2 separate regions of the Zea mays genome follow, and region 2 is linked to region 1. The links are chromatin contacts, called in public Hi-C maps. All regions are on one chromosome and are shown on one strand. The core of a region is the stretch at or near the end of the contact, and the rest is flanking DNA. Distances in the headings are between cores, read along the strand shown. Region 1 holds the start of LOC100501994. Region 2 holds the start of LOC103653477 (transcription factor JUNGBRUNNEN 1).

Region 1 (4,389 bases), core at 722-3,221:
TATAGAATTCGTTAGAATCGTTCATGTGTAAGTCGATTAAATCGACGTGAATATAGAATCCGTCAATCCGTCGTTCGTCGCTTTCTAGATCTTAAATCTTATGTGCCCTTTCATCTTTTCACCAGCTCGATATCTAGCTCTATTGACAAGTAGTCAGCGGGTGTTTTTTTTAAAAATGTGTGTCAGCTGGCGAATTAATTTCTGGTACTCACTCGGTTCGTAAAAGCATTCTTCAATCAAATCCATAATAAATAATAATAAAATTTAAATCTTTAAATAAGTGCATATAATTTATGCTAACACTACGATATAAAGATGGAAGAGAAGAGGATATGTTGACGGTGACGGTGGTACCAGTGAGAAGAAGAGGATGGGTTGGTGGTGCTTATTTTGTAGTCATAATATTTATATATTTTTTAATTGTGAATTTAGTTAGAGTTAAGATTGGCACCGCCTAGATTGGCTGGCGGTTCGCCAGCCCGCGGGCGCACCCACATCCACGCCGCATCGATCGGCACGGCAGTCAGCAGTGCAGCACAGTATACGTGCAAAGGCTGATGCACTAGCGCAGCCGGCAGGCGTTGTTGTCGCGGGCTCGCGCCCATACGCGCCAGGCCGCCGTGAGCCGTACGGCCTTTGCCTTGCCGGTGGGGCATGCGCGCGCGTCGTGGGGCGGGGGCGGGGGCGGGGTGACTGTTCGTCTCGTGGTCGTGGCGGTGCGGCCTCTGCATCCACGCGCGTGGGCTGTCGCCGGCGGCGGGCACGGGATTGGCTTTGTGTCGGGGCGCGCCGCGCGCGGCAGTGCACTGCCCTCCGTGGCTCGGGCGTGTACAATGTCCGGCGGCGACGGGACGAAGTGCCGCCGTGGCGACATGGTCGGAGTTTCCTACACTAAAAAATTGGCTATCGGTCTCGGTCCGCGTCTTAACCGAACCTACCTCAACTGCTACGCACCGCGAGCGCCAACGGCCAGTTGCCGGCCACAAGAGGACGCGCAAGTAGGAGCAGAAGGCATGGGGACGGGAGACGCGTGCACCATTCACGTGGCGATCCCATTCGTTCGATGCATATATGATTGGTTTCGCAGTGGCCTGGCCTGGCCACGAAGGTCGCAAAAAGGTCCGGCGACCGGGGTGAGAAAGAGGGTCGGCGACGGCGGCGTACGTACCTTTACAACGGGGTCCGTGGAGTCGTCCAGCACCTGGATCATGAAGCGCTCCGACGGCCACTCCAGCTCGCATGCCGCCCCGATCGACAGCTTGTACACCTTCGCCGCCATCCATCCATCCATTCCAGCATGCACGAGATTAATAGTAAAAAAAAAAGAACTTCCATCAGTCACCACCCTCCCTCTCAACTCAATTAACCCACTCCGCTTGCCACCACCAGCTCATCAATGTGCTGCGCTATGCCATTGGCCACTCACTCACCTCCCGCTCGTTGTACATAGGGATCTGCACGAGCACCATGGGGTACTTGGCGCCGTGGCCGGACCCGGACTCCTCCTCCTCGTCTCCGACTCCGCCGCCGATGGGCTCCCAGCGGTAGCGCCGGTCCGGGCCGAGCCGGAGCGCCCGCACGGCGAGGCACACGGCGCAGACGAACAGCTTCTCCGCCAGTATCATCACGGTCATCGCCAGCGACAGGAGCACCAGGACCCGCACCGCTGGCGCGACCAGCAGCGCGCGCGCGTGCGCCCACAGGGACGCGCATTGCGCCGCCGCGGCCGCCCAGTCCACCCGCACGGGCAGCTCCGCCCACACCCGCGCCGCCTCCTCGGAGACGCCCATGGATCCCTCTCGCTCTCGCGCGCGCGCGGCACTGCCACGCGGCCGGCCCGGCCTGAGGATCTTGGGCGTGCAGGGGCAGAGGCAGAGGCGAGCGGGCGGGCTGTTTCTCCGCTAGCCGGCCGGCCGGGCAGCTAGTGGATGGAGGAAGCGGCGTACAACAGCGGCGGCTTATATAGCTTGGACAGAAGCATATGATGTAGCGATAGTGTGTTACCAACTCGCCAATAGAGGAGATTTCCCAGCCGCTACAACAGCGAGAGGGTGCAATACCGAATGGTCCAAGCAAGCAGGAGGTGGCAACTCGTCGTGTGTGTCGGCCCAACAGACGCGTATATGGGCCCGAGTGGGTGTAGACCTGCTGTGTATGCAGCGGCCAGCGTGTGTGATGTACTTAACCTGGTCTGGTTACTGGCTGGGGGTTTTTATGGATGAACAGAAACTCTAAGAAAGAACATTCTTCCGTCCTTCGTCTCCCTTCTCTGTTATTCCCAAAACCCCATCTACCTTCTCCTACTACTACTGCTAACAACTTGGTATCAGATTCAGTCAATCTTCCTCCGCTCATGGCGCCACCATCTATCTCAGATTCGGCCCTTACCCTTGCTCTGGAGAACCAGACCCGCTCCCTGCTTGCCGAGCTGGACAAGCGTATCCAGTCCATGGATAGCAAGTGGGAGTCGCGATTGTCCGTCCTGGAGAACACGGTGACGGATGCGGCCAGATCCGTCACCGAATTTTCCACTGCCCTCCGCGCTAATGTGGAGGCCCATCTCACAGCCTCGGATGCCGCTACGTAGGGGCGTCTGCACCACTTCGAAGCGGAGACTGGCAACCGCATCGCCGCTCTCGAGTCTGTGATGCAGATGTTCGACTTTTGGCATCCCCGAGTGGACTCCTCCATCGACTCGCTCTAATCGAACATGGACTGGATGTGCGCCGAGATCGCCAAGATGGATGCCTAGTGGTCCCACGGAGCGCGCGTCAACGACGCCACCATGCTAGGCGTCCTCGGTTCCCCCGGTTCCCTTGCTATGTCGCCCAGCATCCTCGGAACTCCGGGCGCGTTCACCTCCACTGGATCCGTTCGGGGCGCCCACCTGGCGCCGTCGACTACACTGATGGCCCTAGATTCGGGCACGACTTCGACAGCTACCTCCGGGATAGTGGACTTGGCATCCAACTGTCGATGGCCGCTACCCGGTCACGGGTATGTGGCGTCCCCCTTCAACAACATTTTCGTTTGCTCAACCAAATGGGTTTAGTGGGGGGACGTAGATCTCAGAGGGGCTCTGAACAAACATGGTGGCGGGTTGCCCAAACTTACATTCCCCACGTTTGATGGCTCAAGTCCCAAGTTATGGCAACGACGTTGCGAAAAAATACTTTGAAATGTATGCCACAGAGGAGATGGTCTGGGTCAAAGTTGCCACCATGTATTTTGAAGGGGTGGCTGGCCGCTGGCTCCAATCAGTGGAACCCCGCCTGCCTTCTCTATTGTGGGTTCAGTTCTGTCGTTTGGTTCGAGACCGATTCGGTCGCGAACAACACGAACTGGTGATTCGCAAACTTTTTCATATCCGATAGACCTCCACCGTGCAAGACTACGTCGATTATTTTAGTGAATTGGTTGATCTGTTAGTCACCTATGAACATACCACAAATCCCCTTTACTATACCATGTGATTTATCGATGGCTTACGCGACGACATTAAATCTGTAATTTTAGTCCAACGTCCTAGTACTTTGGATACTGCCTGTGCGCTGGCCTTGTTCCAGGAGGAGGCGGAGTCGTCTCGTCGTCGTGAGGTCCATCGCGGCGATGCCCACTTGTCTTACAAGACTCCAACGAAGACTACATCATATCAGAATTGGGACAAACATTCTCCACAAGCTTCTGACAGACCTACTTCAACGGTTTCAGATCCTTCGTCGTCTGACAGTAAGGTTGCGTCCCTCCGCGCTTACCGTCGGGCACGAGGTCTCTGTCAATACTGTGCTGACAAATGGGTTAAAGGCCACAAGTGCTCTCCCACTATCCAGTTGCATGTGATGCAGGAACTTTGGGATCTACTCACTTTAGAGTCCCAGGAGCGAGAGGCTGAATTTGAAGATACATCAGAACATTTCATGATACTTCTTTCTACTGAAGCTGTGTCCACCAAGTCCTCTCGGTCCACCTTCTGGTTATCGGGTTCACTGTTCGGCCAGGAATTGTTGATGTTACTAGATTCTGGCAGCTCTCATTGTTTTCTTAACACGTCACTAGCAAGCTCTCTCACAGGGGTGAATCAATTGGCTCAAGCATTGTCAATAACAGTGGCTAATGGCAACAAGTTGCAGTGTACGGCTGAATTAACAAAAGCAGAATGGACCTATCAGGGGCTCTCGTTTACTACATCATTTAAGCTTCTTCATATACCTTGTTATGATGCCATCATCGGCATGGACTGGCTTGAAAGCTGTAGCCCAATGTATGTGGACTGGAAACACAAGTGGATATCCCTCTCACATCTTGGCAAATCTGCGCTTCTTCAAGGAGTCCAACCAACAACGTCGTCTGCATCCCTATTGGAGTTACAACACACAGCTCCGAACCAGT
Region 2 (4,613 bases), core at 767-3,266, 250 kb after region 1:
TGTTTAAATGTTAAATAGTCGTCCGTCTACATCTTAGCTATTATTGGAGCAAGACAGCCTTTTAGACAGGATATTATACCGAAACAACGTACCCGATGTAGCATTTTATAACCGGGCTACGCAACCATTGTCAAACAGTATCTGTTTTGGCTAAAACATCATGTGAAGCACCGCGAAAATGCTCTCTCAAGGGAAAAGAAACCCTAAAGAAAATAGTCTTCTTATTCACGATATTCAGTAGTCTATAGTACAGCATATAGATATCTATTTAGACGTGTCGTACCGTATCAGCCTAAAAACCGCTCGACCGGCATGATGAGGACATGCCAAGGTCCAATACGGTTCGGATGTCGTGTCATATGGGGCCGCCCGTGGGCTCCTTTGCTCGGCCTGGCCCAGCATGACTACCGCTGCTGGACCAGATTGGGCCACATTGTTCACTGATGGGTCGCGCCTGCTCCACGGGCCGGTTTCTTGGCCCAAGCACGGCCATCTGAATTTCGTGCCGAGGCCAACCTATTTGGACAAGTATTGTATGACATGTGTTTCACATTTAACATAATTGGTTGGGTTGTCGAGTATGGCTTGAGTCTTGTGAGCATGACTCGCTGGAAACGGAACTATCATGGGTATCTGCAGGCTTGGCGTTGTATGCGCAGGGAAGCAAACATGAGCTATCCCTTGGTCAATGCACCTAGAGAGTATGGATGGATGTGTGCAGCCAACCAAATCACACTGAAACGATTATGTCTGCACACCAAGATAGACAACACAAATGCAAGAAAAAAATCGTAAGCGTTTCTGTACTACTGTCTCTGCAGTTTTTAGAAGCAAAAAATGCGCACCGGATAAAGTTCCAAAGACAGCCGGTGTTTACATTATTACGTGTGAACTACAGGATCAGGATCGGCTCACCGGCCCTATTCAGCATAGCTATCCAGTTCACCGTGCTAGCATGCTCAAAAATCCTGCACGCCCCCATATAGTATTTTTTTTAAAAAAAAATGGAGCCTTGTGGACTATGGAATGAGCACAGCCATGTGGAAGGAAGGAGGACCAGCCAGAGCCAGCATGCGGGGGTTAAGGTTAAGCAAGCTGACTGTTGACAGGCAAACTGGACCAGATTTCCACCGTGGCAACTCACCTTTCAATAAATTTTAGTGTAGCAAACTGTGCTTATCAGAATAAGAAGCTTCTCTCCCTTCCAACACTTCGCAGTGGCACGCACGGTAGCTAGTCAATAAACATATGGATAAAGTTACGCTGCTGGTCACAGGCCGTCACTGTCTGTATGTAACAGAAAATAGTTTCTGAAGAGAAACCAAGCAGTAGTATGATTGTATGAATCTCTCTCTCACACACACACACACTCAAATTATTTTGGAATCCCAAAGTACAAACTGACAAAAAGTAGGAATATATCTTGAAGGGGGTTTTTAGATCCAGATACTGGAGGAACGTATCTTGAAGTTCATGCAGCAGATAAAAGTAAAACTACTAGTTGAGAAGAGTCCCATACCCCCGTTGAAAATTTGAATCCGAAAAAATGAACTTGGGTGTGTATTTATCAGTCGTTCTGTTTGCCTGGGGAGGCTCAAGCTGGTAAACGAAGCACTGTTGCTTATTAGTTTAAGGATTGTTTTGACTGCCGTATTACGTACTCGGGTATTCTAAAGTGTGAACCGAAAGGGACGGAGACAGTGTAATTCCTCCTAGATTGTCCTTATTGAGTCGCTAATCCGCCATTAAAATATGCGATGACAGCTTTCAAATAGAGAAGGAAGTAGATACGGCTATTAAAATCTTCAGAGTGGTGGGCCTCATCCAGTCATTCCAACACTTCATATATATACACATGGTGTGTAATAGATTTCCAAGCGCAATAGTATACAGCTCTCGGCTGTTGTCTTCACCTCGGCAGCTTCATCCCCGAAACCCATTCACAAGATACATACTACACAAGTAGGCTTTGTAGGTTTGTAGGCAGCAGCAGGGCGCCTCCAAGCTTCGTCACTCTAGTAGTCTGTGTAAGACATGGAGGGGGAGAGGAATGACATCAACGTGCAGAGGTCAGACGAGATCCTCATGCCGGGTTTCCGGTTCCATCCCACCGACGAAGAGCTGGTGAGTTTCTACCTCAGGAGGAAGATCCAGCAGAAGCCTATCTCCATCGAGCTTATCAGGCAGCTGGACATCTACAAGTATGACCCATGGGATCTCCCAAGTAAGAAGACACCACTTTCTTCAGAACTTGACCTTTCTGTGGATGCATGTCTTGGAGTTCTATCATGTCTTGGAGTTCTATCATTCTATGAGCTTATCAGGCAGCGGTGAATGATGTTGCATCTTCTGCGTTTCTGACGTCTCAACTGTTCCTGTCCATCGACAGAGCTTGCGAGCACCGGTGAGAAAGAGTGGTACTTCTACTGCCCAAGGGATCGGAAGTACCGCAACAGCGTGAGGCCGAACCGAGTCACAGCGGCCGGGTTCTGGAAGGCCACAGGGACGGACAGGCCAATCTACTCGTCCGAGGGCACCAAGTGCGTGGGCCTCAAGAAGTCCCTCGTGTTCTACAGAGGGAGAGCGGCGAGAGGGATGAAAACTGACTGGATGATGCACGAGTTCAGGCTCCCCTCGCTCACCGACCCCAAGCGTCCGGTCGACAAGACCATTCCACTCAACGTAAGTACTGCCGATTCATCCAAATGCTGTTTTGGCGAGTTCTGAATGAATAATGAAGTAATTTTCTGTGCCACGAACAGGACTCCTGGACTATCTGTAGGATCTTCAAGAAGACCAGTTCCATGGCGCAGCGAGCGCTGTCGCATACCTGGGGGCCTCCACTGCCTGGTGCAACAGCAGAGGCAGACATGTTCGCCGCGCTGCAGTCAGTGCAGGCTTCAGAGTTAGCTCTCGAGAGATCGCTGTCACTGCAAGCAGCGCCGCCTGCACCCGCCGCAGGCCAGTTCACGAGCACGCATGGCCTGCATAGTCAGCACCACCACCAGCAGCAGAAGGGTGTCAACAACCCATCTCTGGACGGCGCCTCTTGCAGGCTCATCAACTTCACCAGCAGCCCCTCCGAGGAGCCCGAGAATTTCCCAATCACCTTCCCTTTCGAAGTGCAGGCACCGCACAGGGCTGCAGCGCCAGTCTTCTTCGGCGCGCACCCTGACAATCGCCTCGGTGGATTCGTGGTCGATTCTTCTGCCGACGTCAGTGGCTGCATCGGCGGCAGGAGCCAGGACTCGTCCACCGGGAAGCCTAGCAGTGGCTTCAGCGCCAACAGCAGCGACTGGGAAACTGCGGGGAGGATCAACTTCCCTTTTGATCTGGGTGCGGATTCTTCGGAGGAGTGGAGATGCAGCATACCCTGGGAGTCCTTCCTCAGCCCAGCTGCTGTCCAGGCTGAGCTGCCACGCTAGGGCTGCGGACTGCGGCTGTTAGCAGTTGCATTGTGCACTACGTACTATCTCATAGGTCACGTTACATGTACAGTCTATAGCTGGTGTGAGTGTGAGCTTCCTTCATCTGTTAGCATTCCTGTTAGCTGCCGAGACATGTTTTTGTTCAGTTTTGGTTAGGAGTGCCGTGTACATACCGTGAGGGTTTAGGCATTGTTAACAGCAAAGCTAACAGACAGAAGGAACCTGTGCTGTACATACAGTACACTACTGAAAATATTGCACTTTCAGTGCGAAAATGCTGTGCAAGTTTGAATACTTTATATATATCAACATGCCAGTATCTATCATCGTCTACGGTGGTCTTGCGTTGCGTGACCTAAAAAGTTAGTTTCTACTGGGGCAGTGGTAATTCACTCCTTTAAAACATCAGTTCTGACGGTGCGTCACGCACAATGTGCACATCTATCCCCCTCTCCCCCACTTCTTGCAATGGGTCGTTAACTCATATATGGGCTATGAGAAACCAACATGATAAGGCGTAGGTCTATTTCTCTCTCCCGCTTCTTCCCTACCAGTATGACGTTAGCCCCTTGAAAAACCAACCAAGTTCAACACAACAGGCAACGTAGCATAGCACTCTCATATAGTATCGCCGAAAAACCAACCAAGTTCAACACAACAGGCAACGTAGCATAGCACTCTCATATAGTATCACCCTGTTAGTTGAAGGAAAATGAGCAACCGAGCGAGCTATAAAAAGTTAGGACTTTTTCAACTCATATCAAGATCCTTTTAATTCATAATCTCCTTTTAACTCTTAATTTTATCGATCTTTTGATCAAGTTAAAGTGTAATATTTGTTCTTATCAATTTAATATTTGATGTATGAACTATATTAACTTTGGTATTAGATTTATTTTATGGATATTTTTTGTGAAAATGGTCCACCACACTTGCTAACTAGGCCGTTTGTGTCTCGGTCGTTGTCCTGCTAGTTATCATAAAATAAAAATTGCAACGCAAAGGCAAGGGACCGGTGAACAACCAATATTAACACTACATTAGCATTTCTTTTATTCATCTAGGTCCCATTGTACACAAGCCTGTTCGCTGTGGCTTTAAACCAGCTGGTTAGACTACTGTATAGATATAAAATACTGTAGACAAAGTAAAAACCCTTTTGGAATAAGCCACAGAAAGCAGCTA

Evidence for each region. Hi-C and Micro-C count contacts between places; a contact is called where the count stands out from the background.
Region 2: a contact with region 1 is called in a Hi-C map of leaf, with 4 times the contacts expected there. The contact joins the promoter of LOC103653477 here to the promoter of LOC100501994 in region 1. A contact is called at or near these places in 10 of 25 Hi-C or Micro-C datasets (bundle sheath, ear, endosperm and 3 more).

What each region holds. Positions count from the first base shown.
Region 1 is chr4:86,532,345-86,536,733 of Zm-B73-REFERENCE-NAM-5.0, forward strand. It overlaps LOC100501994, which reads right to left and starts at 1,972. Exons shown (of 9, transcript NM_001196584.2): 1 at 1,431-1,972; 2 at 1,169-1,267. The coding sequence starts at 1,790.
Region 2 is chr4:86,778,874-86,783,486 of Zm-B73-REFERENCE-NAM-5.0, forward strand. It overlaps LOC103653477 (transcription factor JUNGBRUNNEN 1), which reads left to right and starts at 2,017. Exons shown (of 3, transcript XM_008680371.3): 1 at 2,017-2,224; 2 at 2,390-2,682; 3 at 2,763-3,602. The coding sequence starts at 2,035. The coding sequence ends at 3,425.